Regions from separate parts of the Neogale vison genome. Here region 2 is linked to region 1. Evidence: chromatin contacts called from public Hi-C data. All regions are on one chromosome and are shown on one strand. Each heading gives the region's core, a stretch centred on a gene start, on an enhancer-like site or on the middle of the called end of the contact. The rest is flanking DNA. Distances are from core to core; before and after follow the strand shown. Region 1 holds the start of LOC122914993 (STAM-binding protein). Region 2 holds the start of BOLA3 (bolA-like protein 3).

Region 1 (6,994 bases), core at 4,139-6,638:
TGCCATTGCCATCAGTCTCTTCCTTGAATTGCCATGAGAGTTTCCTAACTCATCTCCCTGCCTTCTCTTAACACACCTTCCACCATTTACCACATAGTAGCCCAATTTATATTTTTTGGAATATAAGTAAAATTAAGTCATAACCTCACTTAAAACTCTGCCATGGCTTCTAATGCTGTCGAGATAAAATGCAAACTCCTATGGCCTGCGTGATTTGGCCCCACTTGCCTCTCCAGCCTCATCCCCTTCTCCCTCCTCCCTTGCTACACTGCAAACACAATGATGTTCCTTCATTCCTCAGAACACACAAAGGTATTTCCTACTTAAGAGCTCTGAACACACAGTAACACCTGTTTCAAACACTCTGCTCCATGCTCTTGGAAAGACCAACTCCGTGGCATCCTTCAAGTTTTAGTTTAAATTTTACCTGCTCAGACAGACCTTACTCTATTTGATATCCTTGGTTAATCTCTGTCCAGCACTCTCTTTGTCGCTTTCCTAGCATTTGCCTTACTCTGACATTTCTTTGCTTACCTGTTTATTGTCTTCTCCCATAACTACAAAGATACACCATGAAGGGAGGGGCCACTTACTTCCTTTGTATCCAGGACTTAGAGCAGTGCCAAGTAGACAGCAGATGAACACAATACATATTTGTCAAATGAATATGGTCCTTGCCCTCAAAGGACTTGCTATGAGAGGCTACAGGACCCAGAAGGTTCTCCAGAAAATACTGGAAAGAGTGATTCCATGATTCTATTTAACTTTCTCAACCATGATTTTTTGAAGAATTGTGCCCTGTGACCTCATTCTGGGAAAACTCTCTACCAGATTACTGGAAATATACAAGAATATTATTTCTACCAGCAGTAAAAGAAAGGGACAGTAGTGAAAGAAACTTCTCAGGAAAAGAAGTTTTGTGCCTACTACATCAAGGAATGAAAAACTCGTAATAGCAAAGAGAGACAAAAATGTAATTTAATTCTATGTAACTTTATCAACACTGAGGTCACATAACAGGGCATGACGGCATGGATGGCCTGCATGATCTCTGAGGAGATAGGGACTACTTCTAAATTGAAAAAATAAGGAGACAACAGCAGTCCCTTTTTCTACCAAAGGGACTCTACAATCACAGTACGAATTCCGGGAAGTCCACTTGTAGGCTACTTTTCTTCAGAGCACCGGTTCTCAACTGGGCCATCAGAGACCATCAGGTAACATCTAGAGACATTTCTGGTTGTCACAACTCAGGGAGGGGATAAGGGGTGCTATTGGCATCTAGTGGACAGAGACCAGAGGTGCTACTCAACACTCCACAATGCACAGACAGTACCCATAACAAAGAACTATTCTGCCCCATATGTCAACGGTACCAAGCTTGACAAACCCTCCTGCTGAGCAGTATGTGATCAAAAACTGAAAAGGGTGCCTGGGTGGCTCAGTGGGTTGGGCCGCTGCCTTCGGCTCGGGTCATGGTCTCAGGGTCCTGGGATTGAGTCCCTCATCGGGCTCTCTGCTTGGCGGGGGGCCTGCTTCCCTTCCTCTCTCTCTGCCTGCTTCTATGCCTACTTGTAATCTCTGTCTGTCAAATAAATAAATAAAATCTTAAAAAAAAAACTGAATGTGATACAACTGAAATGCATTTATTATTTCAGGGAGGACATGTAAGAAACTAGTAAGAGGAATTCCCTCTGGGGAAGGGCACTGAGAGTTTGGGGAAAAGGGAGGGATAGGGAGACTTACTTTTTAAATATATATACCCTTTTGTGCCTTCTGAATTTGCACCTTGTATACGTGCTATCTATTCAAAAAAGAATAAAAAATAACCAAAAGATAGTCAATGTGGCTTAAACTATGGTCTCAACTCTAGCTTCAACTCACAGAACATTACCAAAAACAAACTAAAAACAAGACCAATGTCGTAGATGAATCCTAATTAAAGAGTTAAAAAATCTAGGGATGCCTGAGTGGTTCAGTTGGTTGAGCATCTGACTCTAGATCTCAGCTCAGTTCTTGATCTCAGCGTCCTGAGTTCAAGCCCCACGTGGAGCCTACTTAAAAAAAAAAAAAAAAAAAAAAAGTTAGATCTGAGCCTTCTCACTCTGAAGTGTGGAACAAAGCATATCACGAAACCCAGAGCCTACTTCCTCACATATAGAATGGGAAGACAATGAGCCCTACCCCATGTACCTAGAACTATGAACATCACATGAAACAATGCAGGGGAGGGGCACCTGGATGGCTCAGTTAGTTAAGTGACTGCCTTCAGCTCAGGTCATGATCCCAGAGTTCTGGGATCGAGTCCCACATCAGGCTCCCAGCTCCATGGGGAGTCTGCTTCTCCCTCTGACCTCTCCTCTCATGCTCTCTCACTCTGTCTCTCTCTCTCGAATAAAAAAAAAAAAAATTAAAAAAAAAACAACAACGCAGGGGAAACACTCTATGAACTGTAAGAGTCATACAAACACATTACAGTCATTATTTTTCTAAAGGTCCAGGTATCATGAAAGAACAAGGCTAGATGAGACCCTTTAACTTTATTCCCTTCCTAAATTACTCATCATTTCATCATCACTGGGGTTTTAGAAGTTGTTCCCTGTTAATTGCACTGCCATCTTCTATTTATGCTGCCTACCTAAGATGCTAAGTAACTCAAGGGAAAGGTCTCATCATGAGCCACACAAACTGTAGGTGGTCAATACCTATTTGGTGATTTGCATGATCATAATAAAGGTTAAGAAGAAAAACCTTTTTTCCTGAATCACTCAGTTTGTGACAAAAGAAGCAGAGATGACAAATTTTGGCTCTGCTAAACCTCAACAGTAATCCTATGATTAGCTGCCTTAATAAAGAGAGCACAGGAAAAACATTCATCAATACAAAACGTGTAGTTTAACCATCCTTTCTTTTGCCTAACAGCTGGGCCACGTGGGCACAGGCCAAAAAGCTAGGTCTCTTACTCATGAAATCACTGAGTCATGAAAATAACACTTTCAGTACTCATAACTTTGAATGTCAAGGACAGTCAGTATGTAGGAGCTGCCTGCAAAGAATGATTAATGCTAATGATGTTGTAAAGTTCTCTAGTTTTAGCAATTCCGAGCAGAATAAATGAGCACAAGAGCAGAATGAGTGAGGCATCAGTCACCAGAAAAGAAAAAGGAAACTGGAGGTGTCTTACGTGATATACTTGTTATAGAGGATGAAGGCGTGTTCAATGTTGCCTTCCTCAGAGTAAATGGATGCCATTCGGATAATCTCAACTCCAGAGCGGAAGTACCGTCGGGGTGGAATGTCTTCATTTATCTCCACTGCGCTACCCATCTGGGAGAGGGCCCTCACCCGGTCTTCGGGTGGAAGGCTCACATCTCCATGGTCAGACATCAGGACCAAGAAGTTCTGAGACAGAAAAAACAGGTGGCATCAGCACCACGGTCCCATCACCCCAACACAACCTACCACACAGCATGGTTAGCCCACAAACTTCTACCTTACAGAGAAATTAAGAGAAAAATACCATATGCTTGTGGCTTGTATCAGATAAAGTTTCTTTCCCACAAGAAGGCTGAGACCCTCGAGGAAGTGCCTATCACATTGATAAAAGCATTGACCAACTTAAAACCCCACAAAACCTGTGCCATGATTAGGTGGTACAGGGAGTAAAACTATAATGGGGATTTGGTTCGACCCTTTAATCATTCCCTATCATGAGGTGGCCCTGCTTTCAGCACCATAAAAAGATGGGTGGTATCTTATATTTTTTGCGCTACTTCTCCCACCAGCTACCCACTTCCATTTATCCCAGTACTTGGCATAGTATACTCAATGAACTTTCATGATGATTGTTAACTAATTTCAAGTTTGGTCATTTTTATTTAATGAGAGTAATGACACTTTCCCATGGTGTACTTTTTCATCTCTAAGCACAAGGTGAGGGGAACTAGTCTGGGAATGAATGCAGAACAATTCTAGTTCTGCTCACTAAACCCCTCTGTCAGTCAATCCACAACATCATTCATCATGTCATCATGGTAATGAATTTAGATCTGAAAAACAACTTACTCAAATCTATCCTCAAAGACTAAGCACTCTTCAAATAACAAAAGGGCACAAAGGTAACTTGGTATGCAAAAAATAAATAAGTAAGTAAGTAAATAAATAAAACAGACCCACAAAAAACAGGGAGGGAGTTTTCCCTCCCTGTGCTTCGAACTGCAGTAATTCTACAATCTTTCTAGATCTCATTCTATTGCTACAATCAGATTCCAACTCCAACTGGTATGACTCTACATCATTTTCAAAAAGAATCTGGGTACGTGATACACACTGAATTACAGCACACCCTAGCCAGCATGCTCTAGAATATATGACTAGAGTAGAAGCCATTTTGGAATTCAAGGCCCTCTAACAAGTGGTCCCACTTTGTCTTTTCAGTCTTAAACCTTAGTCCTTCCCATCAGAGATCTTTCCCTTCAGTCAGGATTCTAATCTGCCCAGAAATCCTCAAATGTGTTTCATTTGTCTACCCACTCTTTTCCTGTTCTCCCCTCCAAGCCCTCCCTCAAAGAGGCTTTTCTTGGCCAATTCTACCTCTAGGTCACACTTCCCCCAAGCTTCCTCTCTAAACACGAGTAGTACAAAAGCTGTGCAGACTACCAGGGATGCAAAGGCCTTCCATCTCCCCCAAAGCCGTTTTAGAGGCTCAGAAAGCCGTTCAGCAAATCTAAAACCTCCCCAGGCTGCCTAATTAGTAAACTCGATCCAGAGCCCATTAAAGCTAACTGAAGCTTGTTGCGCCTCAGTACCTCTGGGGAGATGATCTGTAAGGTCGAGAATGGAACCCCCTCCCAAGGCCAGCGAGCGGTACTAGAGGGCTGAGCAACACTCCAGAGGAGATGCGGCATCCGCAAAAAAAGGAGAAGGTGGCATAAAGGACTGAGGAGGAAAGACGAGGTCAAAGGAAGTTGCAGGAACGAGCCGAGGGGGCGTATTCAGTGGAGAGGGACCTCCTGACACCTGCTTGAGATCCCCTCCTTCAGGCCCTCACGCCCAAGTTGCCAACCCAGGGCAAAATTATCCAAGGTTCTCGGGTCTTCAGAGCGCGGCAGGAGGAGACGCGCGGGGACGCGCGGGGCCTGGCTGAGGCCGGTGCCGTCAGTGGCCTAGCGCGCGGCGGGCCGGGCAGAGGGCGCAGGGACGACAAGGCCGCAGGCCCCACACTCACGGCGGCCACTCCCCTTCAGAGTCCGACTACGCTCTGGGGCTCAGCCCCACCACATTTCCCGGACCCTTCCCCACCTGTCCCCGCGGACGACCCTCGGAGCTTCCGGAAACGTCACATCCGGCGCGCGTCCCGCCCCTCTCGTCCGTCTACCCATTGCACTCTCAAAAACGCAGGACCCAGGGCGGTGAGCTGGTGGGAGGGGTTAGAACCGCCACCTCCCCCCCCCGTGCCCCCTCCCGCGAAAAAGGACTGCCAATGAGGAGAGAGCTCGCCAGCGGCCATCTTGGTAAAGGAAAAGCGTTAAGGTAGAAGGGACAGGGAGTAGTTAATGTAGTTAAATGATCAAGCTAACTTCTATTTGTGGAATTAATTTGATTTTGGGTCGAGTTTCCTGCCAGATAGCCCCTATACCACACTCACACAAATCCACAAATCAACATTCAAGAAGGGATTGGTGATGCAAGTACCTGGCTGAACTAAGCAAGGTTTCTAAATTGGTGGAAAAAAACACAAAAAACAAGAAACAAACTCTTGAAAATTTCTGCTTGTTTGTGTCACTTCCTACGCATAGTTGATAGCCTGAGGTATTTGGCAATCGCTTCTATTGCTTAGAAAAAAACTTGAGACTAACTTTTGAATGTTAGAACTCCAATACAATTTATTAAAAATGAGTGTTTGGGCCCCCCTGGGTGGCTCAGTGGGTTAAAGCCTCTGCCTTTAGCTCAGGTCGTGATCCCAGTGTTGTGGGATAGAGCCCCACATCCGGCTCTCTGCTCAGCAGGAAGCCAACTTCCTCCATTCTCTATCTCTGTGCCTGCCTCTCTGCCTACTTGTGATCTCTGTGTGTCAAATGGATAAATAAAATCTCTTAAAAAATAAAAATTTTTTTAAAAATGAGTGTTTGACTTCTAATGGCCACATGCCACGCAGTGGAGACGGAAACTGTATGATGCGGTTCCTGCCCCTGCAGCCAGGACAGGCAGCTGTTTACACCAAGTACAAACAGTGGCATATTCTCTGTATGGGTGTGTGTATGTATGAATATCTTGCACAGCTGTTTTCCAAAAAGATCATTCAAGCCTGCTATCTCCGTATCAGGAGATTTTGTATATCACCACTCTGATACTTTCTGCTCTCTGGGGACACTCTACCCACCAAACTTGGGGACCCTCCCTGTAAGTTCCTTAATGTGATGACATGACCTATCCTTCAAGGTCTTGCTTAAAGCCCCTGAACTGGTGTTACTTCTTCCACTAGATCAGGGTTCAGATCTCTAATTTTCTGACTCTTTGTTGTGGATCTGTCTTTGGAATTTCCCCAAAGTGATTCTATGTGGTCACTGGCTTTTGAGACTTACAGCTGAGAGCACTTAACAGATTGAGACTCTTTCTCTCCTACAAGCATAAATAGGCATGTCAATGCAAGGATCCACTATCAATTCTCCTGGATCTCATGCTGATAACTCTGGCAAGACAGTTGTAAAGGGACCACGGTGGTCCTCAGAACTCTATTTCTCTACTGACTCTTTCCCTTCAGAATGTAAACATAGTGGGTAGAGCCTGAAGAAATCAAGCCACTGGGGGAGCTGGTCTTAGGGAAGGCATACAGTGCAATCGGAGTCCTGGCAGAAGTCAACATGGGACAAAATCCAACCCATCCAACTTCTCAGTAAATATTTGTTGAGCATCTACTACATGCCAATTGCTGTTCTAGGTGTTAAGGATACAGCCATGGACAAATCCAGCAGGTGGATATTGTTATTGTGCA
Region 2 (6,464 bases), core at 363-2,862, 270 kb before region 1:
CACCAAAAGAGGAATTCGTCCAATACAAATCAGTGAGTTTAATGCGGGTGTCTTACAAGTAACGAACCCACTAACCAACTAAAATGACTTCAGTGCTTATTTCTGGCACCCTACAGTGTCCAGCATCTGTCTCCCAACAACTTCTGGATCTACTTCATTTCTAAACGGGTGCTGCGCACATGATTACAAAGATGGCAGCCGGTGGCAAAGGGCCATTTCTCTTCCTTAATGCCAGACGAGTCTCTAGAGCAACTTTCACTGGGCCATCTCAGATCATTGACCAACCCAAACCAATCGGTGCCTGCTGGGCCATGACTTGGGTCATGTGACCACTCTCAGGGGAGGAGAGGTCAACCTCCTCTGAACCTTGGTGGTATGAGGAGCCAAAGGTGGTTCACTACTACACAATGGGTAAAATATTTTTGGTAGTTTTAATTACTCCTGAGAAGAAAAATGGAAAGTTAGCAAATTATCCCTAATCCCACTGGCCATGATGTTTTAAGGAACGAAGCAAAAAAATGTGAGAGAGGTTACTAGAGTAATCCAAAGGAGAAATTATGAGACCCAAAAAGAAGTCACTCAGTACTGGAACGAATAAGCATATATCTAGGTGATCACTATAAGGGCAACTGTAGGCCTGTCCCACGTGTGGACGAACATACTGAACATGGTGACTGCACAGGCCGGAATGCAATAGCAAGAACTGGGGAAGTCTGTAGGGTTTACCAGACTGCCAAAATATACAGCCTGAGAGAGAAAGGGCATGAGGCCTTGAGGTGTGTGTGAATCAGTCCAGAGGTGGGGCAGGCTTGCTGGATAATGGTACCTGTCCTCGAGCCCGCAGCTTCCACTACATTCTCAGGACTCCACGGTCTGAGGCTCTGCTTCTCTGCAGGCACCTTAAACTCAGGCAAAACCCAAACCGAGTTTGTTGGCCCCTTTCACGACAAACCTCACCCTCCTCCACCCATCGCACTGTCCACACCAGACACCTTTCTCAGCCTCGCCGCCCAGTCCAGTCATTCCGTTCCCTTCCCCTCCCAAGTATCCAGAGCCACTCCTCCATCCCTGCTGTTCCAGCTGTCGCTGAGACCTCACATCTCACCCGGACCATCGCGGCAGCGCCAGAACTTCTGTCCTCATCTCCAGTGTCAGGCCCCCTACAGTCCCTCCTCTTCGCACGATCTTTCTAAAACGCAAATCTGAAAACGACACCCCTGCTTTAAGTCCCTCCACGGCCCCCCTGTTCTGGAGGGAGAAACCCACACTCCCCAGTTTGGAAGCCAGGTTGCCGGCGGTGGGGATGGGAAGGGAGATGTCCTTCCCAGGGCGAGAGGGGCATTGGCGTCTGGGCAACTCAGATCGGAGGGCCGAGAACCCCGGGCGTCCCCCGGCTGAGCAAGAAGAGCCCGCCGGTGGAACGACCCCTGGAGGCTGGCGGAGCTCGGCGCGGAGCGGGCCGGGCAGACGCGCGAGCTGGCGGAGCAGCAAGTTCCGAGAAGGCGCCCCCCGGGGCGAGGACCGGGCGGGAGCTGGAGCCGGGTGGCTCGCGACCTCCGGGCGGCAGGGGGCGGTCTCGCCCGCGGCGGCGACGGCTTCCGGCCCCCGGCTCCGAGCCTCTCAGGGGACGCGGCGACCTCGGGAGCCGGGCCGCGTCGGCCGGGCATGGCGGCGTGGAGCCCGGCCGTGGTGGCGCCGCTGCTCCGCGGGATACGCGGGGTGAGCGCGGGCGGGGCCGGGCTGTGGTTCCCGGGCGGGAGCTGCGGAGGGGCCGCGGGGCCGGTCGAGGCTGGAGGACGGGCTCGCGGAGAGCGCGGCGCCGGGCCTGGCGCCCTCCCCTTCCCTTCTCTCATTCATTCCTCGAGGGTTGGGTCCTTCCGTGGGCCCGGGCGGCGGGGCTCCGAGAAGTGTCAGGCCCCGGCGCGCGCTGGCGGAGCTCCCTGAGCCGGTGGAGGTGGGGGGCGAGGGGAACAGACACGGAAACCGTTGTGATCCGGCGGGCGCGGAGAGAGCGGTGTGGACGCACCGAGCCGGAGACCCGGCAGCCCCAGCTCGCAGTCCTGGCGTGCCTGCCGGAGAGTGCGAGGGTCTGGGCTTTGGGCAAGTCCTCCCAGCCTTGGGACCTTAACCCTCTCCAAGCCCCACACGCCCTGACTAAAAGCCCAGCAGAGGGCACTCGCCACGCGCTCTCCGAACTTTCTCTCCTCCCTGCCTCCGCGAAGTATGAAGAGGGGGTGACTCTCCGCGCGGACAGTCGGGGTTCTAGGGATTTTGTCAGTAGATTGCTCGTGTAAAGGCCGCTGCCTGCAGATCAGCTAAAACGGAGGAAAGACCTCCCAAGGAATCAGTAATGTCAAGTACCCTCAGCCCTTAGCGATTATTGCTTCTGCCTGCCACCTGGTTACCCTCTGCCCTTGCTCCTCCAAGGCTCTGTCCTCAGAAGAGGCTCCATCTTACCCCCTCCTCCAGCCCAGTCTTAGGCCCACAACATCAAGTTTCTGTCCCACCGTCTCACTCAAGACCATTTTTCTGACCTGCCTTTCAGCTGCCTGCTGGAACGGCGACTTCTTTGCAGGTGCGAGCAGTCATGCCCTGCGTGCTGTGCTCGTTCTGCTTGTTCATTTGTTCATTCGTTCAGCCATCCATCACCCAAGTCTCCCGGAGGGCCTCTCCCGACCCAGCTTTGGAAGGCTGCAGTAACACGGTAGAGTCAGTCTTGGCCTTTGAAACCAGCTGGTGAAAGAGCCAGTGCACAGATCATTTTATAGAAGGTGCTTCAGGTGGCTTGGTCAGGTGTCCAACTCTTTGTATCAGCTCATTTCTTGAACTCAGGGTGGTGAGTTCAAGCCCTGCGTTGGGCTCCACACTGGGTGTGGAGCCTACTTAAAAAAGAAGAAGGTGCTTTGACAGTCTCTACCACAGGACCCTGCTCTAGGCCTTCAGGAACCGCCTGAGGACAGGTGGGACTAAAGGCTGAAGGGATGGTACGTTCAGCACCAGCACAGATGAACAGCACTCCTGCGTCCCACCTGCCATCCCCCTCCAGTCCCCGTCCCAGTCTACTCCGTTTATAATAATACCTCTCATCTGGGCAAGCTTCAAAAGGCACTGTTTTGTGCAGGTGACTTTGGCACCAAGAGGCCTAGTAAACTCCAAAATCTTTAGCTGGACATTCAAGGCCTGCCAAGCTCTCTTGTCAGTCTCCCTTTTCAGCATGTGCTTAGCCCAGTCAAAGGGCTGCAGATCTGGTTTTTTGTTCCTCATTCCATAAGGTTGGAGACATCCCCCTCAGAAGCACTGGCTCCCTATGGTCTCCACTGGGGGCAGGGGGAGTGTTGTTACCAATGGTAAATAATCTAAAAATATGTCTCCTTCAGGTAATTTAGTAGAATTCTGCTACTTCTCCCCAGTAAGAATTGGTACATGTCACAGAGTGTAGCTGGCTTACTGAGCAGTAGGTCACAAGGCCACATCCCGCTGGAGGGTGTGGAATGTGAATCAGACCTAAAGCACAGGTGGTGTCTGGTTTCAGCAGTGTGTTGTCGGTGACACGATGGCCTGGGAGGCACATCTGAGGCGGGTTGCCCAGGCTCTGGCTCCCCATCTCACCAGTGAACCTAACCTTAGCCCTTGCTTTAGTCCCCCCATTTCTTCTCCTCCAAAACTGACATCATGATGGTGTCTCTCTCACAGTGTCATGAGGGTTGAGTTGCCTTGTGTCTGGAGTCAAAGTATAATTTACAGTTCCACTCCCTACCTCCACAAACTCCCCAAAAAGCTTATTCTGGGTCTTAGGGAGCATCAGTGGGCATGCGATGCCACACAGTGCCTGGGATGGAGCCCATAGCCAAGCTGCTGGGGGGCCTGGGCCCTGGCTGGCAGGGCAGTGGCGGGTAGGCCTGCACCCTGGCCTGGCCTGGGGGGTGCCATCGTCTTGCTGGGCGATGACTCTTCTCTGTTCTCTCGCAGCTTCCTCTTCACTGTGCCCGGCGGATGTTTGCCTCGCAAACTGAGGGGGAGCTCAAAGTGACCCAAATACTCAAAGAAAAGTTTCCTGGAGCTACAGCTATCAAAGTCACTGACATTTCAGGTAAGGTTTTTCTGTCATTTTTCCACAGGGATTTTGCCCTCGGCAAGGGGAAGGGGGCTGGGCAGAGCACACTCACCATCAGCGGCTTCTCAATACGTGTGACTTTTGGACAGATGGAATTCAGCCTCTACCAGCTGATGGCGTGGAGGTGGGGACGTGAAAGCGTCAGAGGGAAACTGTGTGTGGGGATAAGGCCTGGCTGGGAGGACTTGTGGCTGTTAGCCTGGCCTGGGTCGGATGAGGTCCCTCTCAGTCACCCTGGGGCTCAGGTCCACAGTCTTTAATTTGATTTAAAGATGAACATTACTTTACTTTCTCCACATTTTTCTGGAAGGTGAGGTGGAGCAGACCTCAGAAGGATTTTATCCTTTTGAAAATAACTTCCTTACTTTCCTCATGAGGAGCCGATCCCAGAAAGGCCAGAGAACCTGCCCAGGCCCTCCCAGGGAGGAGGTGGCAGAACTGGAACCAGCACCAGGACACAGGGGGACACAGGCAGACTCTGTCCTCAGTCCCTGTGCTGGGGAGGTGAGTTCTGCACCCACAGGCCAGGAGGACAGGACCTTTGTCCAGTCACACGTGTGGAACAGCTCAGCGGGGACAGTTAGGTGGGCATGCAGGTACACGCCCACATGTATCTTTGGCATCCTGCATTGCCATGAGGGCTCACTGCTTCTCTGAGAACCTAACATCTGCAAGCATTGGGAGAAAGTTTAGAAAGTAGTTTTTATGGGAAACTACAGACAAATTCATCAATCCAAGACCCGTTGTTAGGGGAGGTCAGGAGAGCCCCCTCTATGATGTCTCAGCTCTGAGGCCTTGACCTTCCTAGTCCTATACCTGCCCCAGGCCTGGGTCAGACAGAGCTGGAACTTGACCTTTGGTCTGGGTCTGCCTCACCCTGGATGGAGTGTGGAAAGGGAATCAAGGCCAGGAAGCTTGGTTAAGCAAAGCTCATATTCCTGGTATGCATAAGGCCTGATGAGTAACTTGCACTTCTCACAAACTGGCTGGGTGCTCCGAGCACAGGGGACGCGTTGTCTCTTGCCCACATTGGTTCATGCTAGAACAGCACACTTCATCGGTCATTGTCATGAGCTCCCCAGCCATGTGGGTGCAGGTGGATGTGTCCACCACAGGGTCTGCCTTGACAGCTCTACCAGAAAGCTATTCCTGCCCCATGGAAGCCCAAGATAAGACCCTTGAGGCTGCTTACAGACCAGGAGGGCCTAAAGAGAGCCCCGTGCAGGGGTGCCTGGGTGGTGCAGTTGGTGAAGCATCTGCCTTTGGCTCAGGTCCTGACCTTAGGATCCTGGGACTGAGCCCCATGTCGGGCTCCCAGCTCAGCAGGGAGCCTGCTTCTTCCTCTCCCTCTGCTGCTTCCCCTGCTTGTGCTCTCTCTCTTTCTGTCAAATAAGTAAATCTTTAAAAAGAGAGCGAGAGTCCCATGCAGCGCCATGGCCACCATGTCTGTGACCTCCACTGTCCTGCTGTGTCCCTTTCTCCTGCTTCCATTCCTGTCTTTTCTTTGCGTTAGTATTATACAGGTTTTTTTTTTTTCCAAAATAAATGTTAGTGTGTTTTTGCATTTTTAAAAAGACTGATTGCCAGGGCGCCTAGGTCACTCAGTGGGCTAAAGCCTCTGCCTTTGGCTTGGGTCATGATCCCGGTGGTCCTGGGATCGAGCTCTGAATCGGGCTCTCTGCTCGGCAGGGAGCCTGCTTCCTCCTCCTCTCTGCCTGCCTCTCTGCCTGCCTCTCTGCCTACTTGTGATCTCTGTCAAATAAATAAACTTAAAAATCTTAAAAAAAAAAAAAAAAAAAAAAGACTGATTGCCGCTCCTTTGGAAGGCTGAACAAGGAAATTCGGCCTCTCCCATCCCTCTTCCATGGGGTTTCTTGGCCTGTCAACAAAAACACAAGGCAAACTGACATTTCCTAGGCCTTCCATGCTCTGTGCTGTCTCTTCCGTGCCCCGCAGGCATAATCCTGGGTGAGTGCATCTGGCTTGCAAAAGGAAGAGCACATTTTGGACCAAGGCGGCCTGGCGGGGAGCATGTGGTCCAGTCGACAGCCGTGAGGTTTTTCTCACCGTGTTAGCAACTTTGTGCTGAATAAGAATATTCAGACCTTCTTTGGATCATACCGTACTTTGAGGACATATGGGACGGTGGCTGCCGTAAGCTAATAATTGAAACACTTTGAGTCATGTTTATTTCAGGAGGCTGTGGGGCGATGTATGAAATCCGGATCGAGTCAGAAGAATTTAAGGAGAAGAGAACTGTCCAGCAGCACCAGATGGTAAATCAGGTCAGTAGAAGCAACACAGCTCTGTTGCCATTGGTACCCTGTGTCCTGAAAGAGCCTGACGAGCA

Evidence for each region. Hi-C and Micro-C count contacts between places; a contact is called where the count stands out from the background.
Region 2: a Hi-C map of fibroblasts shows a contact between it and region 1, with 6 times the contacts expected there. The contact joins the promoter of BOLA3 here to the promoter of LOC122914993 in region 1. A contact is called at or near these places in 2 of 3 Hi-C or Micro-C datasets (fibroblasts and muscle).

The regions. Positions count from the first base shown.
Region 1 is chr8:94,382,360-94,389,353 of ASM_NN_V1, reverse strand. It overlaps LOC122914993 (STAM-binding protein), which reads right to left and starts at 5,388. Exons shown (of 10, transcript XM_044261405.1): 1 at 5,302-5,388; 2 at 3,185-3,402. The coding sequence starts at 3,387.
Region 2 is chr8:94,645,653-94,652,116 of ASM_NN_V1, reverse strand. It overlaps BOLA3 (bolA-like protein 3), which reads left to right and starts at 1,612. Exons shown (of 4, transcript XM_044261420.1): 1 at 1,612-1,719; 2 at 3,970-4,090; 3 at 6,311-6,399. The coding sequence starts at 1,666.